Regions from separate parts of the Hordeum vulgare genome. Here region 2 is linked to region 1. Evidence: chromatin contacts called from public Hi-C data. All regions are on one chromosome and are shown on one strand. Each heading gives the region's core, a stretch centred on a gene start, on an enhancer-like site or on the middle of the called end of the contact. The rest is flanking DNA. Distances are from core to core; before and after follow the strand shown. Region 1 holds the start of LOC123407122 (glucose-1-phosphate adenylyltransferase small subunit, chloroplastic/amyloplastic). Region 2 overlaps LOC123412061 (F-box/kelch-repeat protein At1g51550).

Region 1 (2,824 bases), core at 222-2,721:
GAGAGAGATCGTGAGCAGCGGCACTTTTGGAATGACCTCCTTGAGGAGTACATAGCCACGATGATTTTGGAATATCAATGGTAAACTTCTTTCTCTCTTAATTGTCTTTTCAGATTTTTCTGCTTGACAGGCATAGCACATACTCTCCGTCTTAAAAAAATTATCATGGATTTATCTAACGGATGTATCTAATCGTGTTTTAAGGTTAGATATATTTGTAGCTAGATAAATTTAAGACAATAATTTTAAAAAGAACGTAATATATAAGATAGAACAGTGGAAGATAAAGACTCTGATAGCGTTCACACGTTCAATCGGGGAGACCATCGACCGAACGAATTCATCCGCACACATCACACTATATCATCGCATGTATGCATAAATGATGAAACTAATGATGGCAATATTTTTTTAAAAAATTTAGCTTTTAAAATGATTTATCTTTTAAATTAAAAATCCGATTGAAAACATATTTTCATCATTAAATTCGTCACAACGAGATTTCTGAAACTAGATTTCATATGTTTCAATGGCTTTTTGGGGTTAAAAGCTGTCATGTTTGTTGCACATAAATTGTTTTTACGCTAAAGTTATCATGATATATTTTAACAATTTTTTCTTCTACATTTAAAGTAATTTTGTCATGTTATAAAAAAATAAGAAACTAAAACTTATCATGGTGAATTATGAAAAATTGCCATGATCCATGAAATATTTTTGGCACGGTTCATAACTAAAACAAAATATGTCGTTAAATTACTTTAAAAATGCATAGTCAATGACTTAATTTTGACGTGAACCATAAATTAAAATTGTCATGGTGAATTACTTAAATTTGTCATGTTCCATGGTAGCTTTAAAATCTTGAGAAAATTATATATAAAACATATCATGACAACTTTAGTGTAAAAACTATGTTAACTTGAGGATAAGCATCATGATAACTTTTGGCCCAAAAAATGTCGTTGAAACTTATCAATATGCGATGTAGTTTTAAAAATCTGGTGGAAGCAGATTTAATGATGAGAATGGATTTTTAATCGTATTTTTTATTGAAGAGAAAAAAATTGGAGTTCGAAAAACTAAAAAGATATCGCTCACTTCATGTGTTGTGTTGTGTTGTATATGCATGCATGTGATGATGTGGCTCTGGAGTGTCTTTTAATTATGCTTGAAGCTGCCCCAAAGAAGCCTTTCCTAAGACTTCCTAAAAATAATATTACTCCATATGATACTCAAAGATGGAACAGAAAACGAAAATCATAGTTAAGATAGCACCACTTACATCAATAGCATGGGGATTGAGATCTGCATGCTTCGATGAGCTCTTATGACTATAAACGTTGCATTGTTCATGCTTGGAAGGGGAGGGCAAGGGAACTTTAGATGCCAAAGGTACATCCATCACCGAGGGATATAAAATGGAAGGATATAGATATTGAGTGATGTGTGAGTTCACTTTTGAAGTCATAAGGAAACTCTTCTTTTATTTATAGGCGAAGGAAGTATATGCACGTACAAAAAAGAGCACATGAATATCCATGTGCGACGAAATTAGTTCGCATGTGACAAGCTGTAAAGTTTTTGGCGTACTACATATGCTCTTCGCTTTATTGGCAACAAGTTTATTCACACACAAAAAACATATATGGATAGTTTTGTGCGACGAAATTAGTTGAACTGGAAAAAAAATGTGTTCTAGATATGCTCTTCGCTTTATTGGCATCGAGTTTAGCCATACAAAAATCATACATAGCTCTCTTATTTCCAGAACATGCCCAAGAATGGTGTACAACTTTTATGGAAGAAATGACAAAGATGCCATGCTGCATAGAAGCTTACAACTCTCGAAGGATCCAGCTGACCCACAACAAAAAACAAAAAGGCTACTTTTCGTTAGTGACTACCGACGTGCTTAAGGTACTTCCAAAACACACACCTCGCAACAACCTCATTCACATGCATTACAATTCCTCCCTCCACAAGGCATGCCCATTGGAAGCCGTAGAATGAGACTCACCATTGAAGGCACTATTTTGGTGTCTCCTAAGTTATGATTGTCTAGTGATCCATGGCCTCCCTCGATGATGGAGGCTACATGTGAAAGCACATGTGCTCCCTTGAAAGTTTTGATAATTCATGACAACATACATTATCTCTAGGACTAATAGTTTGTGACAGCCCCTATGCTATTCTTCCCCTTCCTTGTAATCTTTCCTTGCATGTCAACCTTGATATGGTATTATACGTGGTGTGAGCCCATCATTGTGTCTTCATCCATGTGCATTAGACATCATGCATGGCATCATCCTTTGTCTTGTCTTGTTGTTTGTGTTGCACCTTTGGTGATTGAAAGTGGAGTGCCTTGTGAGTGTGGCTTTGTGTTGATTGTGTGATGAGTGTGGGTGCAACAAGAGCCACTTCAAAACCCTTGTTGCACCATGACCATAAAACCCTTCCCTCTCTTTTCAATTTATTGTGGTTGTTTTAAAGTTTTTGTTTTGGCCCATTAAAAATGTTCATCTTCTCTGGAAAATCCTTTTAATATTTGCGGGTGGCAACACTCTCTTCTGGGTTTTATTTTCCCTTTGTTTTTATTTTAAAACAGAGCCAATTTCAAATAAACCAATTTATTTTTCTTTACTCTAAAATGCCACGCCTATTTTTGTAAATGGGGGGAACATTTTAGATGCCCAATTTTTTTAACTCCTTTCCCTAGCCCCTGGCTTTTAATTCAATTCTGTTTTGATTTTAATTAGAACTTGTTTGAGAGTGAGAGAGAGAGAAGGCCAGATGGGCTCTCCTGGCCCATCACCCTCCTGCG
Region 2 (2,824 bases), core at 131-2,630, 760 kb after region 1:
TGACTAGGCTCTCTAACCTTATGGTCCCCGATATGCTATATAAGCTAAGGTTCGAGATAGTCGATAGGCAGTTTAGAATCCCTTGGTTCATACATGTACTTTGTACACCCCAATCACAATATACTAGGGCAAGAGGGTATTACCTCTTCTCGAGGGTTGTAACCTGAGTCCGTGTCATGTTTCTCCTCCAACCTAATTGCTACGCCGGGATATTATACTGGGGATTTGCTCGAAGTCATCATCATCGCCAACCAAGATACCACATCACACTCATCCACGAGCGCTGCCCCGCCATCCTCGAAGCAAGCAGCGATAGAACCTGCAAAACAAGACAACTTTAGGACACCAGGACGATGCCTTCAAGAAGGACCACGACACAAGATGATCCACCATCATCCATTTCATAAAGGCCTGGAACAAGTATTTTCCCTGGAGTTCGAGAGAGAAGAGCAGACGCCGCGTATCATCGTTGGCTCCGGCAGAGCAAGGCCTTCTCATCGAGCAGCCAGATATCCTCAAAAGGACAAGATCAAAATGCACCAGAACATTATTAGGTCAGAGGTTAAAAAAAGGTGCTTGCACAAGTTGCACCTCTGAACAGAACATGGTGCTGTAGGTTGCAGCATCATCACTCGCTATCGCTGCTGCCAACCAGCGACCACAGTGGAAAATGACGTGTCAGCAACAAGTTTTGACTAATAAAAGTAGTGCGTCTTTGTGGTTTTCTCACCCATTTGCGTCGAAGTAAATTATCTGTATTTGCATTATGTAAAAAAATGATGTACCAAGTTGATAATATGAACCTTTTGATCTACCAAATCAAAGGTGAGGAATTTCCATGTTCTGAAATTTCAATTGATCAAGTTGAATATGGAATAAATACATCGGTCAGAGCTGCAATTGCGGAATTCAAATATTTAGTGTGAACGAATTACATGGATGCATGTTCTAATTGAAAAAAAAGGTATATTTTATTTGAAAGCAACAATACTGAAAACAAAGGGACTGTCAATCTTCAACTAAAGAAAAATAACTGACATATTCTAGATTCAGAACTATTCCCAGTAGATTCGTTTAGCATGATTAGGGTGACCAAGACACCATAATGAGCTCAGTTCAACACAACATGATCCCCACGTGTGGCAGTTGAATCGCTGCATTTCTGACTGGGATGAAAAGCTCAACAGCAAGCCCCAGATGGTGCATAATAATCATCAATTATGTCATTCTAGTTTATCATTTATGATAATCAAATCCTTCTTTTCACAGCGATAATGAAGTCATCACAAGTAATACGGATCGGAGGGAATAGCAATCTTTACTCGGATGATATTGACAGACATTCTTTGCTAATATACGAATTTGAGAAAGGATATACATCTCAACACATACGTGGACAAACCCACTCCACATCACCGTTGCTTTCAGATATCAGTGACAGGTCTTGCACCCATGCGCACTTGACAGTGAAGAACCATTTTTCAGCATCATCACAATGTCCATTCTGGCAGCTGAAATTAACAATATTGAGATCTTGATCATCTAAATATTGTGAGCGAGATCTTCAATTTACTATCCAAGTGTTGTGACTAGAAAAACTACACAATACTGCATTCCTAGATCTAAACAGTTATCTCTAGGAAAATATTCATAGGAAAACATCATACAGGTTCTAGAGATGCAGCACAAGCTCCACTTGATACAGCTGCCCATCAAACCTCAAACCCAAGGATTCTGCAGGATGCATAAGTGCATCAACCATTCCACCAAAAACATACACACGGTAACCAGAAGTATCTACACATGCCCCATGGAAGGACCGGCAATTTGGGGATTGACCATCAATCCTTAGTCTTTTCCACATCCTCTTTGCCATTTTCCTGGTACCTGACTCAAACTGAAGTAATGCTGGTATATCTAAGATCCAGAAATCATCCATCCGCCGTCTTTCTTTGTCTTCCCCACCATATACAAGGATCTTGCCACCAAAGAGAAATGTTGCTGAATGCCCAGCCCGGGGAGAAGGCAATTCACCAAGAATACTAGACAAATTGTACTTTTGCTCTTTCCATTGCAGGAAATGATCACCAATATCAAACAGCCAGACATCACTAAGCACCTCATATTCTGATCCTCTACCACCAAAAAGAACCATGCGCCTATCACCAATCCAAGTTAAGGTGTGGCCAGAACGAGCTGAAGGCAAAGGTCCAGTGTCCCCCATTTGGCGCCAACTGCCAGATCGAAGTCCATCGGAGAAATCAAGAAGCCATGTATCACCAAGCCGGCTTCCATGCACCCCTATCCCACCGTGAATCACAATTAACTTATCATCTATGCAGCAGGCTGCATGGGCCCCGCGAGGAGATGGTGCCAGGGGGCCTATCTGAAGCAGTCTCCATGAGATCATCATCCTGCCAGGTTCTTCGCAAATTATTTCGCCTATCCATGTGTCATTCAAACGAAGCCCACGGTCATTAATCCCGCCAAACAGGACTAGTGCATCACCAACGAGAACACATGAATGACCAAAACGACCACTTGGAGTGCCAGAGGCCAATTGCTGCCAGCTAAGTACATTGGACGATCCAGTTCCGGCTCCATTTCCAACATATGTCGCCCAGATATCATCAAGATGACGACCTAACTAGAGCAAAAGAAAATATCAGAAAGCATACAAGATTGGGATAAATCGGAACAAACATAACCTGTTACTTTTGCCCACGCTTTTTGGTCTGTATCCAAGCCAATGCACACACTATAACCAACGGAAACCACCGCTATTTATAAGGCTCACAGTAATAGATAACCTAAACCAATGGAA

What was found. A called contact is a pair of places that touch in the nucleus more often than the background predicts.
Region 2: a contact with region 1 is called in a Hi-C map of leaf, with 6 times the contacts expected there. The contact joins the enhancer-like site here to the promoter of LOC123407122 in region 1. A contact is called at or near these places in 3 of 6 Hi-C or Micro-C datasets (leaf and seedling) and 1 of 1 datasets of contacts at active chromatin or transcription factors (embryo).

Annotation. Positions count from the first base shown.
Region 1 is chr7H:342,310,256-342,313,079 of MorexV3_pseudomolecules_assembly, forward strand. LOC123407122 (glucose-1-phosphate adenylyltransferase small subunit, chloroplastic/amyloplastic) reads right to left here and starts at 1,472. Exons shown (of 9, transcript XM_045100178.1): 1 at 1,286-1,472. The coding sequence starts at 1,471.
Region 2 is chr7H:343,074,366-343,077,189 of MorexV3_pseudomolecules_assembly, forward strand. It overlaps LOC123412061 (F-box/kelch-repeat protein At1g51550), which reads right to left. Exons shown (of 3, transcript XM_045105015.1): 2 at 1,668-2,643; 3 at 1,199-1,511. The coding sequence ends at 1,673. Among protein-coding and RNA genes, the nearest start is that of LOC123412061, 6.9 kb to the right of the region's middle. Within about 2 kb of position 1,381, at least 1 of the 3 cell types and tissues checked has open chromatin away from gene starts, as enhancers often do. A contact at or near this core is called in leaf, where this site is marked.